Regions from separate parts of the Cricetulus griseus genome. Here region 2 is linked to region 1. A link is a contact called in public Micro-C data. All regions are on one chromosome and are shown on one strand. The core of a region is the stretch at or near the end of the contact, and the rest is flanking DNA. Distances in the headings are between cores, read along the strand shown.

The links. Hi-C and Micro-C count contacts between places; a contact is called where the count stands out from the background.
Region 2: a contact with region 1 is called in a Micro-C map of the CHO-K1 cell line, with 2.9 times the contacts expected there. The contact joins the enhancer-like site here to the promoter of Uros in region 1. A contact is called at or near these places in 2 of 8 Hi-C or Micro-C datasets (both in the CHO-K1 cell line).

The regions. Positions count from the first base shown.
Region 1 is chr3:67,161,782-67,164,481 of CriGri-PICRH-1.0, forward strand. Uros (uroporphyrinogen-III synthase) reads left to right here and starts at 1,417. Exons shown (of 9, transcript XM_027409123.2): 1 at 1,417-1,555. Bccip (BRCA2 and CDKN1A-interacting protein) reads right to left here and starts at 1,251. Exons shown (of 7, transcript XM_027409117.2): 1 at 1,059-1,251. The coding sequence starts at 1,220.
Region 2 is chr3:67,208,504-67,211,203 of CriGri-PICRH-1.0, forward strand. It overlaps Edrf1 (erythroid differentiation-related factor 1), which reads right to left. Exons shown (of 24, transcript XM_027409127.2): 17 at 1,929-2,147; 18 at 985-1,208. Among named protein-coding and RNA genes, the nearest start is that of Mmp21, 22 kb to the left of the region's middle. Within about 2 kb of position 1,313, at least 3 of the 6 cell types and tissues checked have open chromatin away from gene starts, as enhancers often do. A contact at or near this core is called in the CHO-K1 cell line, where this site is marked.

The sequences.
Region 1 (2,700 bases), core at 167-2,666:
CCATTAGAGCATTCAATGAGGGAGAGTAGAATAGACCAGCCAGATCTCTCTGGCAGTAAATGGAGTACAGACAGTAGAAGGACAAAAATGGAAAGGCATGACAGTGAAAAGCTACTATAGATGGCTGGAAGTATGACTCAATGGTAAAGTGCTTGCCTACCATGCACAGTATACTGGGTTTGATTCGCAGCACTTCAAAAACAACAAAATAAAGTTACAGGTAATTTCGCTGTGGCTATCCCAGTCTTAATTTCATCTAAAAAAAAAAAAAAAAAAAAGGAAAACCTTTATAGTAACCAGACAAGAGATGATGGAAGTGTGAACTAGAATAGTAGCAGGATCAATATGTGCCTGGATACTGAAGGAAAAAGCTAATAGAATTTACTGATGGACTGGGTGAGGGGTGAGATAGGAGGCATAACACCGGCAAACTGGGGAACTATTATAAACCCTGCTTTGGACCGTCAAGTCTGAAGTCCCTAGACAGCAATTGTCTTGAACACTGTTTGAATCCTAATCATTCACCTAGAAAGAAGGGCTTCAACCACCGGAAAGTAGGTACTAAGAAAGGACATCAGTTCTGTGAGACCACAAAACCAAATCTGACCACGTTGGCTGTCCCAGGGAGGCAGGAAATACGGTCTAGCTGTGATTAGACAGACAGACAGACAGACAGACATAACGAAGGGGAAACTATGCAGGATGAAGAGCGTTTGAAGAGTGTAGGACAATGCAGGTAGCCTTTACGAAACTGCAAAGGGCCAGAGTGAGCAAGCCAGTGTAGCAGGGAGAGGAGAGAAGAAACTTCGTCGGTACGCTGGGCCAGTAAAGACTTGGGCCACTGAAGTAAGTGTGTGTGGGATTGGCCGGCTTCTGGGGGATGTAATTCACCCGGGCAGGGCTTCAAGGAGTTATGTGTAGAAAAGCCTGAGGTGAGAACCTGGGTAAGAATGTACCACGTAAGGTTCAACTCCTGAACCACAGCGACTATCACTTTACCACAGCTTCGGTTGCCTGAATTTTGTTTTCTCCCAAAAATATGGTCACATGTGCCTCACCTCGTCCACGATCTCGTCTTCATCCTCTTCCTCGTCACTGTCTTCATCGTCTTCTTCCTCACCCTCCACCTCATCCTCTTCTTCCTCCTCGCGCTGGTCCTGCTGTCCCAGAGGCCGCTGAACCCCGTTTCCCAACGCTCGCTTCTTAGCTTTGGATGCCATGCTGCCGGCCACACTGCGCCTGCGCAAATCCCGCCCCTGTCCTTCCGGTCTATCGTTGGCCTAGGGGTAAACAGGCTCAAAAAGTTCGCCGCGGAGTCGGCGCGACCCAGACAGAGCCCTGGATGAGTCCCGCAGAACTAATGTGACAGATTTATCTTCACCGCGGGGTCATGGTGTGACCCTCTCTTCTTCCCTCCATCCTCCTGCCGTCCTCATTCTCTCCGGGTCTTTCCTGTGTGCGCAGTGGTTGGGCCCATCCTGCGTTCCTTCCGCCGGCGCCTAGATGCCTGTGCGCGTGCACAGCCAGATGTGTACGGGCGGCCCACGCGCCTGAGGTACGAGCCCGGGGACCGCTAGCTGCCGGGTGAGGGGCGGCTCCCGGTTGTCTGTGCTCAGCAGCCCCGACAGGGACCGCGAGATTCTTGCCCCGCGGCGTGCAGGTCGGTCCTGCTTCTGAGCCCGCGAGGTAGGTGTCGGGCTCAGGACCCGACTAGGGCACAGGTCTGTGGACTTGCACGCAGGCCCTAGCGATCCGTGACTCCCGTGCAAAGAGGGGCTGACCGGCGCTCCCGGAGTCCGCGCCAGAAGGCCGGCTGATCCTGGCAGGGGCCGGGCCCATGCCATCTCCCTAACAAAGTTCTCAGTAGACAAGACGACCACATGGGACCACAGTGTCGTTAAAAGACTTGCTTGAAAAGAATAGAACCGAAAGAAAGGGATTGCGGCAAGTTAGCGAGTGTTACCCCGCCTCTGCCACTACTTGTGGATAAATGAAGTACTGGTCCAAAGTTTCAGATTTTAAGAGAAGCCAGATTTTTGCAAGGAGCATCCTGAAGGTTAGAACCTTCTACCAGTCAGGTTTATCCTACAGTCTGCTGACTTGAAGCTCCTTGTAAAGGTTATTGAGAAAGATCATTAACTAGAGAAAACATTAACTTCCTGACAAGAGGCTCTGTGATTCTCCCCCTCCCTTTTTTTTTTTCTTTAAAATTACGGCAGCATATGAGGTGTGTTTAATTCCGAAACCAGAGTGAGCTGCCCCTAGAAGTAAGGAAGCCTTTGCCAGAGAAATTTAGGGAATGTGAATAGCCCCAATGATTCTTCATCAGTCAGGACACCAAGGCCCCCATTAACCCAGAGTTCCCATGACGGTGAGATCTAGGTGTCCCGGGAGCTTCTTATGTACCAGTCTATATCGTGGACAGTAATGACACCAGGATTACACCTCTGATAGAGTAACTTAAAATGGCTACTTCCTAAATCCAGACCTCTACTTGGGTTTTGTAATTGTCCAAAAAAACATATTCTTGTAATGCATAACTATGACAATGCTAATAATAGAAAAAAGATTTAAAACATGTCAATAGAATTGCACTGAGACTCATGAACAATTTTCCCCCAAGTCTTTATAGTTTTTGTTGTTAGTATGGTAAAATATGCATAACAAAATTTAACACTTAGTGCATGGGCTTTTTTGTTT
Region 2 (2,700 bases), core at 63-2,562, 47 kb after region 1:
GTGTGTATACATGCATGTATTAAACTCAAAGATAACCTGTGGGAGTCAGTTCTCTCCTTTGACCATGTGAGTTCTGGGGACTGAACTCAGGTCTACAGGTTAGATGTCAAGTGCCCTTACCTCCTGAGCCACACAGACCCCTTTCTTGTACTCTTCCCAACGCTGGAGACAATGTAGCAAAATTTGGTAAATAAACTCATCCCCTTCCCTTTCTAGGTAGTCTACAATGCTCATGCCTCAGTCAACTAGGTGCTGGGGTTTCATGAATGCAGCAAGTGGCTCTGAGTTATTCCTTAGACAGATTTTTACTTGTATATGTGTGTCTGCACATGTGTGTGGGTACATGAAAGGTCAGGAGAGAGTATTGGATCTTCTGAAGCTGGAGCTGGATAGCTCACCTACTGCCCAGCATGGGACCTGAACTCTGATCCTCTGGAAGAATATCAAGCATTTTCAAACATTGAGCCATCTCTTCAGTGCCAGGTTCAACTTGTAAATGTAATATAAATTGAAATTTTTAGATTTTAAAAAACATTTAAAATATTTTTTAAAACCATTTACTTTAAGGTTATTTGCCCTTTTTCATATTCAAGTTTCTTAACCTTTCTTCACACCTTAAAGGGTGCATTCACCTATGACCTGTGCTGTGTGTGTGATCATTTCTGTGAGACCTGCTTCCACTTGTACTCTCTGATGTACATTTCTATCTCCTATACTGGGCTGGACACACAGCCTTCCACCTGTATCTTCTGGTACTTTCCCAGTTTCACTCTCTCCACGCAATCTTTAATACACCGAACATTTACTCTAGTTGCACCAACACCATTTACTGAAGCATCTAACCCAATAATTCCACGTGCCATCCTCAGCACTAACACCTTACTGTTCCTATGAGCTGTTCATCCCTTAGCCGTCACAATGTTGTACTCATATTTAGTTTTATAAGGATGAGAAGATGAGGCCAATATAAGGCAACCACCTTACCTTGCTGTAATACAAGCCCTCTTCTGGAGAGAACTCCCGTTTGAACTCATCCTCTGCACCACAGTGCGCCTGTGCACAGACCCGCATAAGTCTTCCTGTGTTGCACAGCAGAAGGGCAGCATTTGTAGCATCGTCAATCGACTCAAAGTTGTGAATCCCCTTTTCAAAACAAGAAAAGCTTTTTTTCCACAATTGTTGCTCTGCAGCAGACACAGATTTGCTCACTTCACAAAGAAAGAAAGAAAACAATTGCATAAGCAGACATCAGTGTGACCAATGGGGTCAACCGCAGCACTCTCTCTGATGCCTGACACATGAGGAAACATCCTTCATGAGTCATTCAGTGAAGCACTAACCCCCACTAGCTCACAATGTGACTATGCTTAGAATGAGGTCTTTGAAGAGTGATTCAGGTGAAATGAAGTCACTAAGAGTGAGGTCCTGATCCAATATGCCTCTGACCCCTGTAAGAAGGGAAGAGACAGCAAAGGTATACACAGAGAAAGGGCCTTGTGAGAACACAGTAGGAAAGGGCTGTCTGAAAGCCAAGAAAAGAACCTTGACCTTGAACTTGTGGGTCTGTGCACAACTAGGACAGTTTCCCCTTTCCACTGCACTGCATGTAACCTTTAACACATTTCCCAGAAATCTGTATTTATAGATTTCCAAGTGGGAAATTTCCAGACACACACCCAATACAGAAGCTGGCACATGGCTGGCTGTTCAAGTTGTTTCTAAGCTGACTGGACAGTCTGAAGTATAGAAGTTAAAATGGAAGATACTGGGAAGAATGAATCCCAAGGAGGAAATAATGTTTTCTCTATTTCTTAAGAGCATAGAAGAGAACCTTGTCGTCACACACCCTCAAGTGCCAGTTCTTTGCTCCACCCACAAACAGTGTGATTCTCAGTACAATAGGTATCGAAGAGGACATAGACACTCACCTACTCGCTCACCCTGCAGTGCAGCAGCCTGATTCATGTAAAACACACCAATTTCATTTCTAATATTTCCCATTCTCTTCAACACTTGTACATAATGTTCAGGATTCTGACTTTTTAAGTCACTAAATTGCAAGATTTCATTAGCAGCCTCATAACATTTACAACTAACTGAAAGTTGACTTTCTAAGTCTGTAGATAGATCTGTTGCCCATGCAAATCCTAAGAAAAGAAAACAAGGAAATATCAACACAAGTCATGTTATGAGCCCTTCCTCCATAATACCTATAGTACCTGACATTTTAAGTCAAAAAGTGTTAACAGTGTAAATATAGATTCTACCAATACAACAAAAAACTTAGATGTCAGTCAAAATGTCTATTAACAAAATGGTATTTTCCCAGAATATTTGTGTCTGACTAAAAGTATTTTTCCGTCTATAAATACCAAATATCCCTACCATTCAGATTGATTTTCCCAGGCTACACATACAGGCTCCTAAGAAATGATGCATCTCTGTTTTCTAGTATTCTATGCTAGCTATAATTATCCAAGACTGACTGACACTTACACCCCACTGCAGTGTGTTCATATGCATGCTCTGAGCTGAGCTGCTCCTGTGGTTAAATCACCATCTCCCTTTAGAACAGACGATACAAGCACATGGCTATTAGCTAACTTTCGCTCTCCCTCTCTCTATATATACATACACACACATATATATATTTTGAAACACGGCCTCACTATGTATTCCTGGCTGGCCTGGAACTCACTA